Regions from separate parts of the Sus scrofa genome. Here region 2 is linked to region 1. The links are chromatin contacts, called in public HiChIP or PLAC-seq maps. All regions are on one chromosome and are shown on one strand. The core of a region is the stretch at or near the end of the contact, and the rest is flanking DNA. Distances in the headings are between cores, read along the strand shown.

Region 1 (7,722 bases), core at 1,575-4,074:
GCTCTGCATTGTCTGTGTTCTGATTGTGCAAATGGGCTCATCAGGAATTCTTTAGAGTGTGCCACCAACAAAGAGATTCAAGACAGTCAAGGTGGTCTCCCCCATTTTGGGGCTTCATCATATGGTGGCTTGTAGATATCAACTGTTGTCTTATCAGTCAGGGACAAAATTGTACCTGGAGTTTTAGAGGGTGTCAATCACTCTGCCCTCTTGCAACCTACACAGTTCAAATACTTTATAGTCTTAACTCCTTCCTGAGGTGAGGCCTAGTGCTTCAACTAGAAACTCAATGGAAGTGTTTATTGCATAACCTTAAAGCAAAGCAATATTCTTTTTTTTTTCTTTTTTTTTTTTTTTTTTTTTTTTTTTTTCTGCATGCATGGCATATGGAAGTTCCCAGGCCAGGGCTTGAACTCCTCACCATAGCAGTGACCTGAGCCTCTGCAATGACAATGCCAATCCTTAACCTCTTGTGCCACAAGGGAATTCCACAACATTCTTATAAGTAATAAAATCTGTGACCTTGAATATTCAATTTCTACCAATACATAACTATTCCTTCAAAACAATTTGTTTTCATTACCAGGCTTCATGACCATCTCCTCAGACTATTACCTGGGTCTCTTGCCAGAATCACACTGGCCCTTGAAAAAGGAAATTTTTAGTATTAGCCCAGCAATACCAACAAGGGCTCAGCAGTTAGAGATAATTGGAGAGCCTCCACATTGTCAGTTTTGTGTAGCTCAGATTTGGGGTTGAGGCCTGCACCATGAAACAAGTGCACACATACCAGCACAAACACCCCACAGAATCATGGGCTAGATGTCTGAGGGGCACCAGATCATGTTTCCAGCTCATATTTCAGCTTGCAAGGTTCCTGACCTCAGGTTTCTGCAGTGTACTAGCAGGAACTACCTCTCAGATCAGGCAAGAGATGGCCATGGACCATTTGGAAGAACATCCAGGACTCTTCAGAAAATCTCAGTCTAGACAGTCAGACAGTATCACTGGTCCGTTTCACCTCTTTCAGTCTTCTCACCCAGGAATTCTTCCTCTCTCCTGAGGCACCTCCCCAAGACTTGCCACCCCCATAATCTTTAGAGAACACTCATCTCATCTCAATCTCCTGCCCTGTTCCCCCTTTTCTACCTTTGCCCCCATCTAAACTTCTGCTGTTTCTTCCTTGCCAATGATACTATAACAACTAATATTTTTGGCACTTATAGTTTACAAAATATAGATAATTATGTTGAACTGAAACAAGCTTATCAGGATGGTGTAGTTACCCCATTTTAGCATAAAAACAAATGTAAGGCTCAGAGATTCAGTGACTCACTCAGATTGTGGGGTAACTGATGGATTCACAGTTTCTTGTTCTGTCTGTTGGGGTCCCACCATCAACCCTGCAGGCTCTGTGACTACCTGGGTCATGGTATTCTCTCTACATCAGTCTACTAAGGCTTCCCAAAGGCTCCAACAAAGCATGAGAAAGCTCCTCTCTTGGAGTCTGTTTTGCAAATGAAAAAGAACAACTCTTAGGCAAGTTTGCAGATGAGATTTGTGTGTGTATGTGTGTGTGTGTGTGTGTGTGTATTCCCACTTTTCTAATCTCCTGGCAGACTTAATCCTACTAGAGATAATCCAGTACCGTCATAATTTTTATATGACTGTGTTCATTAGAGAAGGTAGCATCTAGGCTAAGGCCAGTGTTTGGACTGGGTGGTGTGAACTGATGGGTTGTTGGGTTCCCATTGTGAACGAGGCTCCACTTTGGACTAGTTGGTGAGCATGAGGACAAGAGTCTCCTCTGTGCAGTTACCTAAGAGGGAGCAGGGGAGGAAGATGGGGAGGGGAGGAATCCTGGAATCTCTTTCCAGTCTGAGGTCCATGGAGATAAAGGGCTGAGAGTAAATACTCATCACAAGTGTATTCCTTAGACTCTTAACACCAGCAGTGCTGGTTCAGGGCCACGCTGGAAAGGTGTAAGGGAGAGGTGTGGAAATGCATCTCCTAATTTTGATGGAAAAGAGCCAGTCTTCTTACACAGGGAGGCTTAAAGGGAGACCAGCTCATTGCCTTTGAGGGAAATAGCAAGAGGCATGAAAGCAGCTTTCAGCCGGGGGAGCAAAAGCAGTGGCTGTAAATTTTGGAGGCCTGAGAGGGAAAGGACCTCAGGAAACTATGTGAGAAACCCCAGACTCCCACCAAAGTGACTTGGGCCTCCTCTATGTGTGGAAATGACCAGATCTTGCAGTTATACAGGAAGGAGTTGGTGAGATGTGATTATCAAAGGTAACAGGACCTCTGATTCCATGGTTAGCCAGCTCTTGGGATGCTGGGATACATATATTGAAGAATCTCAACATAAATTTCTGCTAACCTCTCAGTTTTTCATAAATAATCGCACATTTCCAGTTTTCGTTTTGTTAAAAAGGTATTTATTTGTCCACCCAATACAGCAGTTATAGTCAAACATTCATTGGGAATGATTGCCTGTCAGGGACTGCCAGCTTTCTCAGTACTCTCTGGGCAATGATGTAGGAAGGAAGGGATGGGGATGAGTTAGCTCCACCAGCCCACACTCTCTCCTGCCCCAGGCTTTGTAACCTCTGAGAGAGTCCTCTGTGGAACCAGGGAACTTGGCAGGAATGGGGCTTGGCTCATCCCTTAGAGAACTGAGACAGAGAAGAAAATGAAGGGAATTTTCTGCATTTCTACTAGTGTTATTTCCTCGTTCTTTTCTCAGTAAAGACTACACATTCAGCCTAAAGACAGGGCTGTGTGAAAAAGCAGAAGCACTGGAGCTCAGCCAACTGGGTTGAATTCCCTACCCATACTGTGTGAGACAGTGGGCAAATCTCTTAAACACTGTGGAGGACTGATAGGTAGACAAATGGCTCTAACTGTGGAGGGCAGGGCCACATCCCAGATAGGAAAGCCTGCATTCAGGAGACTGCCCGGCTATGAATCCCAGCTTTACTGCTATTGTGTGGCCTAAAGCCAAGTATTTAACCTTTCTGAACCTCAGCTTTTTCACCTGTAAAATGAGGAAAGTATTAATACCTCATAAGGTTGGTATGAAGATGAACTAAGAAAAAAAAACATTCAAGACCCATAGCTCCTGGCACATTTCATGCACTCAAAAATATCACTTACTATGAATACTTTTGATGCACTTGTGTTTATTTATACCTGAGCTACTACTTTTTAATAGATATTTATCTTCCTTTAGTTAGAAGTTGTTTTTCTTTTTGAGGAGCTATTCTTATCTCTAACTTATTTAAGACAGCCAGTCCTAAACTCATCTTTGGCTTAAGGGTCTCTGCTTTGTGCTTTGCTTAGGTGTACTTCTATTACAGTACTTATAACAACAGCGTATTTTAATTATCGTTTTCTTTGTCCCCTTCACTAAATTATAGATTGCTTGGGGGCAGGGACTTTGTTTCCTGGAACCTAGTACATTGTAGGCCTTCACCAAATACCTGCTGGGTAAGTATAGATGTGAATAGATATCCTTATCTAAAAGGGATTTTGATTAGCAAGGAAACAGAAGCTTTTGATTAGAAGCAGACAGAAATTCTAGCCTACAGTATATATCAGAATATAAGTAGCCTAGCTTAAAGCTAACTTGTAGGCCTAAATAAAGTTGCCTGGGCCTTGTTTTCTGCCTCTAGCAGGAATGGTTGACCCCTGAAGCTGTCCTCTCAGACCACATGGCCATAAGTTTGATCTGGAAGGTGCGCCCTCAGCCTCACTGGAGTTTCCAAGGTATAGTGCTTGGGACTGCTTTATATGAAATAGAGAACTAAGCTGAAGAAATAGAGCTAGCTGAGGAATTGAACTTGACTCCTCCTTCTGTTGTTGATTTATCCCCAGATGGTCTCCCCAGACACTTCCTCCTGCTCTGTTCCCATGAGCCTGGGTTTAGTTCAGTTCTTCATTATTTCTTGCCTGCATTACTGAGTCACCTGGCTTACTGGTCTCTTCCATCCCATTTTCCACAATGCTTCTGGTGAAGCATTCTACAAGGCAGATCTGTCTTCATTTCCTGTCCCTCCCCCCACCAACACCTGCCACCGTTCATAGTCTATCTGCTCCCTCTGCCCCTCAGGATAAAGGCTGAATGAGGCTAATTTTTTAAGGGTGGGTCCCAGCTTTCTGCCCTTTTCTCCTTCTCCATCTACCCCCTCAATCCCCCTGCCCCAATCCTCATTTCCTTCTATCTTTGGACATACTGAGCTACACGAAGTTCCAGATCAGTCCCCTCTCTCAAGTCCATGTTTCTATGTCCTCTAGGAAGTAATCCTTGTCTCCTCCTCCCCTTCGTTGATTAGATACAAGGAGGTACCCAGATTTTTTCTCCACCATAGCAATAATCATATTGGATTGAAATAAATTAATTCTGCATTCATTCATCCAGCTTCTATCATTCATTCTCTTATTCAGTACTGTTACAGTGTTCTTCCCAGGTACTCTTCTTGATACTGGAAATACATGTACCCATAAATAAGTCAGGAAATAATCTGTTCACATGAAACTTGCATTCTAGTAGAAAAAGAAAAATAATAAATATATGAACAAATTATTTTCCAATAAAAATGTGATACAGATCTTTGAAGGAAATAAATAGGATGAGATGTTCATTAGATAGTGAGTAGGTGGGAAACAGGGAAGGACCCTCTGATGGAGGTGACGCTCCAAAAGCATGATGATATGGATAAAACTGGGGATGGATGACGAGTCCCTAAGGAAGAAATGAGCTTGGAGTGGAGAAGGAATGAAAGCAGTCACTCTCCCTGGATCACATCATGAGCCCCTGATAGATGGTGAGCTACCTGAGACCCTGGGCAGTATCTCATACCTTACCATAGTCACAGGGTCTAGACTGGTACCCAGAAACTAATAGGTGTCCATAAATATTTTAGTGAGTAAATATACTTTTAAAAACTACATATTCTTCAGTATTTTACTCAAAAAGCTAAAAAGGTCTTATGTTTTTGAGAGTTTTTATCCTAATAACTTTTGTAAAATATTTTCTCCCTCCTCCAGCTTAATTGAGGTATATTTCACATATAACATTACGTAAATTAAAGGTAGACAATGTGATATATTTACATATTATGAAAAGATTACCATAAGGTTAGTTAACATATCCATCACCTCTGTGTGTGTGTGTGTGTGTGTGTGTGTGTGTGTGTGTGTGTGTGTGTGTATGATGAGAACATTTAAGATCTATCCCCTTAGCAAATTTCAGGCATATAATACAGTACTGTTAACTATAGTCACCATGCTGACTATAGTTCATTAGATCCTTAGAACTTACTCATTTTATAATTGAATGTTTTTGCCCTTTGACCAACCTCTCCTCATTTCCCCGAACTGCCACCATTCTACACTCTGTTTCTATGCATTTGGCTTTTTTAGATTCCACATATGTGAGATCATACAGTATTTTGTCTTTCTCTGTCTGGCTTATTTTACTTACCCTCAAATGCCCTCAGATTTCATTCAGTTGCTGCAAATGGCAGGATTTCCTTCTTTTTTATGGCTGAATAATATTTATTGTGTGTGTGTGTGTGTATATATATATGTGTGTGTGTGTGTGTGTGTGTGTGTGTATCACATTTTCTTTATCCATTTATCCGCTGATGTATACTTAGGTTAGCTCCATGCCTTGGCTATTGTAAATAATGCTGCAATGGACATGGGGGGGGTGCAGATACATTTTTAAGGATATGATTTGTGTCTTTTGGATGTATACCCAGGAGTGGGATTGTTGGATCAAATGGAAGTTCTATTTTTAATTTTTTGAGAGACCTCCATACTGTTTTGCATAGTGGCTGCACCAATTTACATTCCCACCAACAGTGCATGGCTGGTTCCTTTTCCTCCACATCTCAGCCATTTGTTTTCTTTTCTTTTCTTTTTTTGTCTCTTTTTAGGTCTGTACCCACAGCATATGGAGGTTCCCAGGCCAGGGGTCAAATCAGAGCTATAGCTGCTGACCTATAGCCACAGCAATGCAGGATCCTAGCTGAATCTGCAACCTACACCATCGCTCACGGCAACACCGGATCCTTAACCCACTGAGCAAGGCCAGGGATCGAAGCTGTGTCCTCATGGATGCTACTCAGATTTGTTTCCACTGAGCCACGTCAGGAACTCTATCTCATCTTTTTGATAATAGCCATTCTAATAGGTATGAGGTGATATCTCATTGTATTTATATAAGATATTCCTGTGGCCATTCTGTGGGAGTTGTTTAGGTTTCCTTTCTGGAATCCAGTCTCTGTTGCTTGTCATTTTGGAGAAAATTGCTACCTGGTGTAGTACTGCAAGACCAGCATAGCAAGGAATAAAGTCACAATGGCGTTAAAATGCATTTTAGTAACGTGGCTAGTTAGGTATTTCTTTTTACCAATATAAATAGATGCAGTGCCAAAATAGAGAAAGAAACAAACATCTTAATCAAACAAGGCATGGTGAAGTATGTGGATTTAAAAAATAATTGGTTCTATTCTCTCTTAACCACATCCTTTTTTCAGTTGTCTTCTAATTGGTCAAAATACTTGCGATCTTTCCATATTAATGTACTAATACTGCATCATCATTCACTACTGTACAGTGATCCACAGGATCTCTCTAGTATCATTTTCCAGCCTCACAAGGTCTTGAATATTTGTAGCTTGCTTATTGCTTAAGTTCCTTGGCAGCCAATGTTTTTACTTCCTGATGGAACCCTCCTGAAGCAAAACTTTTCTACCAGAAACCAACTTCTCTCTCAAATTATGTTATTTTCACCTTAAACAAATTTCTCCTACTAAGTGTCTTTCTGAAAGAGTTTTCAAACTTGTTCCTCAATAATAATGTTTTCTCCTTGATTCTCAACAGAAATTTCTCCTGAATTACCCTAGTGTGTATTACCCTATGGTGATATCAATCACCTCAACCATTTCTACTTAACCTCTTAAGACTGATAATGACTGAATCAATGGTAGAATCATGTGCTATTTTAAAAAGACCAGTTTTGGCTCTATTCACAACAAATTCATTAAAACAAATTTAATTCAACAGCAAGATTATTAAACATTTTTTTTTTTTTTTTACAAAGAGTACACAGCCTCTTTGGACTATGAGTGCAACAGAAGTCCCAGCTTCAATCTAAGTAGACATGTCTGGCCAGCTTGCAGAAAGAACACACCAGAAACCTATTAAATGCGCGCTGAGAAACATCCTGTGGAGAGACTTCACCATAAGAGAAGAAGGAGCTAGGCAAAGGAGGGGAGAGATGATTTTGAGTTCAGCAAGGTGATTGTTACTTAGATTTTAACTCCAGGCCAAAACCCCACTAGACTTGTAGCTGAGTCCTATGGAGAGAAAGCAGAGTTATCAGAAATGAAAACAAAGAGCAGCTTTACTTAAAAGCGTGGTTCTGAGGCAGGAGCAGAACTGGCTCGTTGTACAATGGCAAGAGAGAAATGAATCATTCTTGCCCACTTCCCAACACTATACTCTGAAACTTTAAGCCTTTGACTCAAAGAAGTTTGCTGCCTCCACTCTTGCAAAAGACAGTGGGACCCTCAGACATGGTGGCGTGCAGTGGTTGTCCAGTGGGTGGTGAGACAGAAGGAATGCAACTACCAGAGGCAAACCCCTCTAGAAGCACACATGGTACACATCCAGGGGCTTCTGGACATACTTGAGAAGAACAGGCAGCTGAGG
Region 2 (7,722 bases), core at 3,650-6,149, 240 kb before region 1:
TCTACAATCACTTTTTGTCAATTATATTCACTCTCCTTTTTTTGTATTGCCTGGTCTTTTAAAATCTTAGTCACCAAGTGAAATAGAAGATACTGTCTCTAAAAACAGTGACAGTTCCCAAGAGCTAGCAATTCAGTGAGAACTCGATACACACATATTGCATTTAATTTTTGAAAGAGAGGCAAAGAAGGTACAAAATCCACATTAACTTAGTGCTGTATAATTACTTCCTTGTAATTAGAAAACATGGTGAATACACTAGACGAATTATTCCTTTGTAAGGAACTAAATTACCAACACAAAGTTCAGAGAATCCATTAGCCTGTTTTCTGGCAACAGTAGTTAAATTCTCCTGTAACTCAGATAAACACATTCTAAACAAAATAAAGTAACAGGACATACTGCAAACAGAAGAAAATCAAATTTTGTACACAAGTTTCAATTTTTTTAGTTTAATTTTATTTTTTAATTTTTTTGTCTTTTTGGGGGCCGCACCCATGGCATATGGAGGTTCCCAGGCTAGGGGTCAAATCAGATCTACAGCTTCCAGCCTACACCACAGGCATAGCCACGCAGAATCCGAGCCACGTCTGAGACCTACACCATGGCTCATGGCAACGCCAGATCCTTAACCCACTGAGCAAGGCCAGGAATCGAACCTGCGTCCTCATGGATACTAGTCAGATTTGTTTCCACTGAGCCACGACAGAAACTCCTGATAAAAGTTTTTAAGTCAAAACATTCCCTTTTGAACTCTCCTACACTTTTGGTGGAAATGTAAATTGGTGTAACTACTATGTAAAACAGTATGGAAGTACTTAAAAAAACTAAATATAGAACTACCACATGTTCCAGCAACCCCACTCCTGGGCATATACACAGAGAAAACCATAATTCAAAAGGATACATGCACCTCAATGTTCATTGTAGCACTATTTACAATAGCCAAGACGTGGAAGCAATCTAAATGTCCATCGACAGAGGAATGGATAAAGAGGATGTAGTACATTTATACAAGGGAATATTACCCAGCTATAAAAAAGAATGCAATAATGCCATTTGCAGCAACACAGATGAACCTAGAGATTATCACATTAATTGCAGTAAGTCATAAGGAGAAAGACAAGTATCACATGAAATCACCAATATGTAGAATCATAAAAATTGATACAAAAAACTTATTCACAAAATCAAAATAGACTCAAAGATTTCAAAACCAAACTTACAGATACCAAAGTGTAAACACTAGAGGGAACGATAAATTAGGAGGCTGGGATTAACATCTATACACTACCATATATAAAATAGATAAGTAACAAGGATCTACTGCATAGCACAAGGAAATCTATTCAACACTCTGCAATAACCCATATGGGAAAAGAATGGATATATGTATAACTGATTTATTTTGCCGCTCATCAGAAACTAACACAACATTGTAAGTCAACTACATTCCAACAAAAATTTAAAAAACAAACATTCTCTTTCAAATTGCAGTAATAAGATTGCTTTGAAAGAACTAACTCAATCTTTAAACAGTTGAAAATAGAGTAAATGTGTAATACAGAAGAAAAGGATGGCTCAAGCTTTCCAAAATAAGAATGAAAATAGAAATGCTCAGGTTTATAGCACAATGAATTCTTCAGACAGGATTGCACAGGACTAGACATCTTCCATATCCACCTGGATTGCTTGTATTTACACTCAATTTCTAATCCATCGGGCCAATCAGTGGGTATAATGGAAAGAAGACAATGAACCAGAAAGAGTCCAGGACATTTTTAAGTCTACCTGGTATGAAGAAATGGGAAAACCTTTCCACAACCTTTAATAAATGAAAAGGTTATGTGCCATGTGAAAGAAGTTATGAACTTTATTAGAACCTACTAGAGAAGAACCAAACAGTGGGTGATGGAGATGAGATGGTCCTCAGCACTAAATCAAAATTTATGACAAGAGTCATTCATAAAAGCACACAACTTCAAAGTAGCAAATCGTAATGGCTTTTGTCTACTCTCCTGAAAAAAAAATTTATAGATAATTTTTCAATACTTGGACATTGGCTTCTGGATAGTCACAACATTCCTTCTTAATGTTTGAATTTTTAGCCTTTTTTCCCCCCTTGCTTCTGAATCTTTAAAAATTCATTTCAGAGGATTATCAGTTGTGATAAAAGAGATTTCTGCTAATTACCACTTCTCAGTGAAATAGTTTTAAAATAGTATTTCTTACAGAAAAGTAAAACTCAACAAGAAAAGTCCTCATGACCCTTATCTGAAAGATTGGTATTGTAACTCGAGAATAACTGGAACTTTGGTCCTCCCAACATTGAAACCCAATCTCCTCCACATCTGCCTTCTGCCTAGTCACACTCCCCTGTGAGGTATGCAATTAGCCTTTCCAGTTTGCAGGCTGACAAGCTCTTTTGTCAATAAGATGTGAAACTCTATGGAAGTCTTTTTTTTTTTTTTTTTTTTCTTGCCTTTTCTTCATGTTGTCTTGGGCTTTAAGCAGAACAAATGACTAGAACAATATCTCACGTTTAAAAAATTTGGTCAGAAAACATACTCTTTCTATTACTCTTACCTAGCATTGTCTTCATAGCCATCACCGCCTCTGGTGATGCTATATGTTTATTTATCCTTGTTGTCTGTTTCCTCCCAACTCTGGTTGTTCCATTCTTCAGTCCTCTCAATCTGCACAACTAGGCATGGTCAGTGCTCATTAACACAAGGTGAATACAAGAACAGTGTGAGAGGCAGAAGAGCAGAGATTAAAAGTCAGGGCTTTGAGGTCAGTAAAGAGCTGAGGTCAGATCTCCACTCCACTCCTCTACTTGACTTTGGAAAAAGTACTTAAATTTTCTGTCCTTCTATTTCTTCATTTCTATTTTAAATAATAGCACCTATCTCTTAAAGTAATTACAATGATCAGAAGAAGGTTATACATCTAGCCATGTGTCTAGCATACAGTAAGGTAAATAAAAGTGTAATAATTTTATAATGTACTTGAATTCAGTAATTCTTTTTTTTTTTTCCCTTGCTTTTTAGGGCTGCACCTGCGGCATGTGGAGGTTCCCAGTCTAGGGGTCTAATCGGAGCTGTTGCTGCTGGCCACAGCCACAGCCACAGCCACAGCCACACAGGATCCGAGCCACGTCTGTGACCCACACCACAGCTCAGAGCAATACCAGATCTTTAACCCACTGAGCAAGGGATCGAACCTGAAACCTCATGGTTCCTAGTCAGATTCGTTTCTGTTGCGCCACAATGGGAACTCCAAATTCAGTAATTCTTAAAAGGGTTAATAGACCAGGCACATAAACTGCTACCTAAGACTAGCAAAACCTGGATAAGTAGAAGCATAATATGCCACTAAAGACTGGAAGAAATGTTTTTTTGGTGTTTTTGTCTTTTTAGGGCCACACCTGTGGCATATGGAGGTTCCCAGTCTAGGGGTCCAATCAGAGCTACAGCTGCCGGACTAAACCACAGCCACAACAACTCGGGATCCGAGCCACGTCTGTGACCTACACCACAGCTCATAGCAATGCCGGATCTTTCACTAAGCGAGGCCAGGGATCAAACCCGCAACCTCATGGTTCCTAGTCAGATTCGTTTCCGCTGAGCCACAATGGGAACTCCTAGATTGCATTTTCTTATAAAGCAAACATTAAGACCAATTAATAACTTTACTATATTTGAACAACAGCCAAAAGTCAGTAAAAATGACACATTCTGACAAAGTTCTTTAAGAACCATACTGGACATATAATTAATTAAAGCAAATGCATTAATAACAGAGCAAAAATGAAATAAAAATCAGAGTTGTTTAATGTATTTGTAAAGTAGAGGAGAAATTCAAGGTTTTAATACGTGACTAATGTAAACCTCTGATAATGAAATCGAGAGCAAGAAAGCAATTTTTGTTTCCTATTTTATCAGAAATTATAAATTTAAAGTTTGTAACAAATCAAACTTAAGAGCTATCAGACAGAAATTCTGACCCCCTAATCAGAAAGTCTCACTTCTTAAAAAGCACAAAGAAGTACAAGGATGACCTGGATCTGTCCACACAAATTCCAAAGAGCAACTGCCCAGGGGCTTCTTATTTCTTATATTTAGAACCTTTATGTCACAGAAAGTGAAAGCAATCTGGGATAGTCATCTTTTTAGCTTGCTGTATCTTGCTTTGACTTGCCAAATAGACAACACAATCAGCTTTCTGTAATTTCTCTGCCGCTAGTGTGGCAAAAGGGGTGGGGCTTTGGAGCAGAAAGCTTTGTGTAAGACTCAGTTCTTTTTTAACCCTTTTTTAAACAAGTAAAATTCTTCATCTCTATGTCTCATTCATGTACTCAAAGTTCATTACATCCTGTCACTAAATTAAACAGATTCTACTATAAGAACCCTTAAAATTCACTCCAAATTACCAATGCGTTTTTACTTCCACTGGCATTAAAAACATGCATACTATGCTCAAAGTAGAGAAATTTCTTCAAGATTCCATATTAGAGTCCTCTGTCCTTAACAGGTTCTTAGCATTTGCATTTGGGTGTAGCACTGCTGATAATGCCAAATGCAAATCACACCCTGACCACTTATTCTGAAAGCACCACTGGCAAAAATGTACCCAGTACTGCCTCCAGGGCTCTGCCAGGGCTGAGGCTCAGGATAGGGGATGAGGCAAAAAGCATGGTGCTCATCATAGGTTCCCACACAACAAGAAGAGCCCAGAAAGCTCTAAGCCTCAGGAAGTTCTCTTGGTGTCTGGCATATCACATCCACTGCGCTGCCCAGACCTCCGGCCAGGCAGCTCTGACTCAATCTTTGTCCCCAGATCTGCTGCGGCTGGTGTGAGAAGACCACGGACAACCACCAGGCTGACTCATGCTTCTTCCTGACTCTGTCCTTCCTGTGACTACACCAGCTCCTTGAATTGTTCTCCTCCACTGAGCCCAACCTTCACTTGTCACTTCCGGTCCTGTTGGCAAAGGATTTCTCCCAGTGTACCATACCGATTCTGGGGGAACGAAGGGAAGTCACAGCCACAACTGCAAAAACAACTCAGTGCTGAGGCCACTGCTGTTGAGAAGGGCACACACACTTAATACTACTTCTGGTTAGAATTCTAAGACCCTCTGAAACTCAACAGGCCACCCTGCATCATCTTCAGGCCAAAGTAAGGAAAAAGCAGTAACAGTTGACTTTCATTTATTAAGCAGTCTGGGGAAACACCATGAGGCTACCTGTGGAAATGCACTCAGTGGGTGAGAACAGCAGTCTGTGCCCCCCTCCCTTAGCCAAGGAGGAAGAGGGGAGCCTGGTGGCGCACTTTAAAGATGACATGCCAACACTTTCCTTGACCATGGAGAGCAAGCTCTAAAGGCATGTTTTAAAAATACTAAATGAACATATCTACTTAGCATGCCTACATCACTTCAAATTTTATTTCTAGGGGTCATTCTGTTAGAGATTCAAAATCAATTAGAGGTTATTAAGAACACCAGCCTCTCTCAAGTCTGAGAGGAAAGGTCATCTTTAAACATAATGGCTTCCCTCATTATATTTTTCCTCTGACCTAAACCAGATAGCCTCCAAATGATACCAGTTTTTCCTGCTTCTGAAGAGACTGAAACAGCATCTAAAAGACTCCCCTTCCCCCATAGTCTACAATACTATGAATCTTTAAGGGGTACCAGTTTCATAACTAGTTGTGGAAATTCAGGCTTATTTCATCATCACTCTAAAGACTCCCATTTACACAGGCATCTCCTCTCCCAAAGCTGCTGCCCACTCTGCCTGTGTTCCCTTTTCTCTTAATGGCACATCGAGATTCCCACACCCCGCTATAAACCCAGCCATAAACCATGTCCCTCGTAACTCATCAGTCACTGAGATCTGTTCTGCCTCTATTCCCACAGCAACTAACACAAGGTTTTGTATACAATAAGCATGCAAATATTTGTTACATGAAGAGACAAACCAGATGACCACAACTTATTCTGAGAAGTTTTATTCATACACACACGTACACGTACAGCACGGACCCTGTCTTCAGAGAACCATGGGATATATCGAAAGACTGTAATACCTACTTAGAACTAAATCACTCAGGCTACCAATTTGTAGTGAGCCCAAAGATCACTTTGGAGGCTTCTTAAAATACAGAGTCTAGAGCCTTACTTCCAGAGATTCCTCCTCAATAGATCTGCAAGAGGGCCAGGAGTCTGCTCTACCAAACCCCCAGGAGAGTCATGGTCCACTTTGCAGAAACACCATCCAGCTGAATGGATGGCAGAGGCATGGCCAGAACCAGGGGCAACATGCCTGTCCACACGCACTTCTATGTGCTTCAGAGGATGACATGCTTTGCCTACGGCCCCACTAAGTACAAGCAATAATGCAATCAAAACGTGTAAATGTGAAGAGAGGAGGAAGAAGAAAAATGTCTCCGTGAGTCACTAGGTCAGAATGGGGGTTAGCTGGGGCCACCACAAACTTCAGTTGATGACTGTGGAACGTAAAAGCATCCACTAACTCTTCTCATCAGACTGGTGAGGAAAGTTAGGCCAAGGAGATGAAATCACCTGGGTAAACCTTTACAGCTGAGGAATGTGTGTATGTATGTGGTTAGCAGGGAGGAGGCAGCATAAAAACCCAGGAGTTTCAGTTCATGCTATCCCCCTGTATCTATGGGATGAATGTTGTTTGAATAGAGCTGTTTTAATTGCCTCAAAGTACTTTCTGCAAGCTTACATCCTACATTAACCCTGATCACAACTGCTATTTTTTATGAGATTCCACAGTCCACTGGCCTCTATTGAATAGCAAATGTACAGTAAACTTTTTTAAAACTAGACATTCCAAAGACAAATCAATTTTCTAGTCAAATTCGAATATTTATGGTATTCATATTTAATCACAAGGCAGAAGTATGAACATCAGAAATACTAAAGCTTACCCACTGTGTGAGGGAGCTGAAATTGAACAGGGCAGTATGGAAATAAGAGACTCCGAGGCTCTCAGAAGGCAACACAGGCTTTTTACCCCCAAACTACCTTAAGCTTCTTCCAACTGCCTTTTCTGTGACCTTCTATTATAACTCACATTTTTATCCCTTTTAACCATCATTTTCTTGGTTATCTTTGGTTCCAAGACATAATAAAATGACAAGAATATGGGATTTCAAGGCCATCCCGGCTCACCCATCTTCACACATCAAATTTTCAGTGCTTTCTCTCCTCCCTTTTTCCCCTGTTGTTCCCAAAACCTTGATGCCTTGTGAGATTTTAGACAGGCCCCTTAACTTTTTTTAATCTGCATCTTACCCTCTGTCAAGAAAATGCATTGACTCCCGAAGTCTTAGGAAAAGTTCACAGGCAGTTTTAAGTAGAACTTGTAATCTTCTCTTCTACCTTGCCTTAGAAGGTCAACATACGAGCTTTCAGGTGACAAAGCTGCTAGCTTCCTACAAATGTCTCTCCTAGGGCTGGAATTCACACATTGGTGTACCATCCGTACCGGGTTTTCTGCTGTTTCGGTCTGTATGATGTCCTCCTGGCCCACTGCTGCAGTGATAGTGGCTTCCACCTGCCTCCCCTTGCTTCTGTCTGCACCTGGCAATCCAGCATGGACAGAGGCTGAGAAGTTCAGCTTTAGGCTCATATTGGAGTTCAAGTTCAGCTCCTGGGCGAAGAGTGTGGTTCTGAGCAAGTTACTA

What was found. HiChIP or PLAC-seq counts read pairs in DNA pulled down with a chosen protein or histone mark.
Region 2: a contact with region 1 is called in an H3K27ac HiChIP or PLAC-seq map of alveolar macrophages. The contact joins two enhancer-like sites. A contact is called at or near these places in 1 of 47 Hi-C or Micro-C datasets (embryonic fibroblasts) and 1 of 2 datasets of contacts at active chromatin or transcription factors (alveolar macrophages).

Annotation. Positions count from the first base shown.
Region 1 is chr13:110,489,148-110,496,869 of Sscrofa11.1, reverse strand. No RefSeq gene overlaps it. Among named protein-coding and RNA genes, the nearest start is that of TMEM212, 79 kb to the right of the region's middle. Within about 2 kb of position 2,824, at least 4 of the 83 cell types and tissues checked have an H3K27ac peak or open chromatin away from gene starts, as enhancers often do. A contact at or near this core is called in alveolar macrophages, where this site is marked.
Region 2 is chr13:110,726,493-110,734,214 of Sscrofa11.1, reverse strand. The region is part of intron 3 of FNDC3B (fibronectin type III domain-containing protein 3B); the gene reads right to left. Among named protein-coding and RNA genes, the nearest start is that of FNDC3B, 140 kb to the right of the region's middle. Within about 2 kb of position 4,899, at least 38 of the 83 cell types and tissues checked have an H3K27ac peak or open chromatin away from gene starts, as enhancers often do. A contact at or near this core is called in alveolar macrophages, where this site is marked.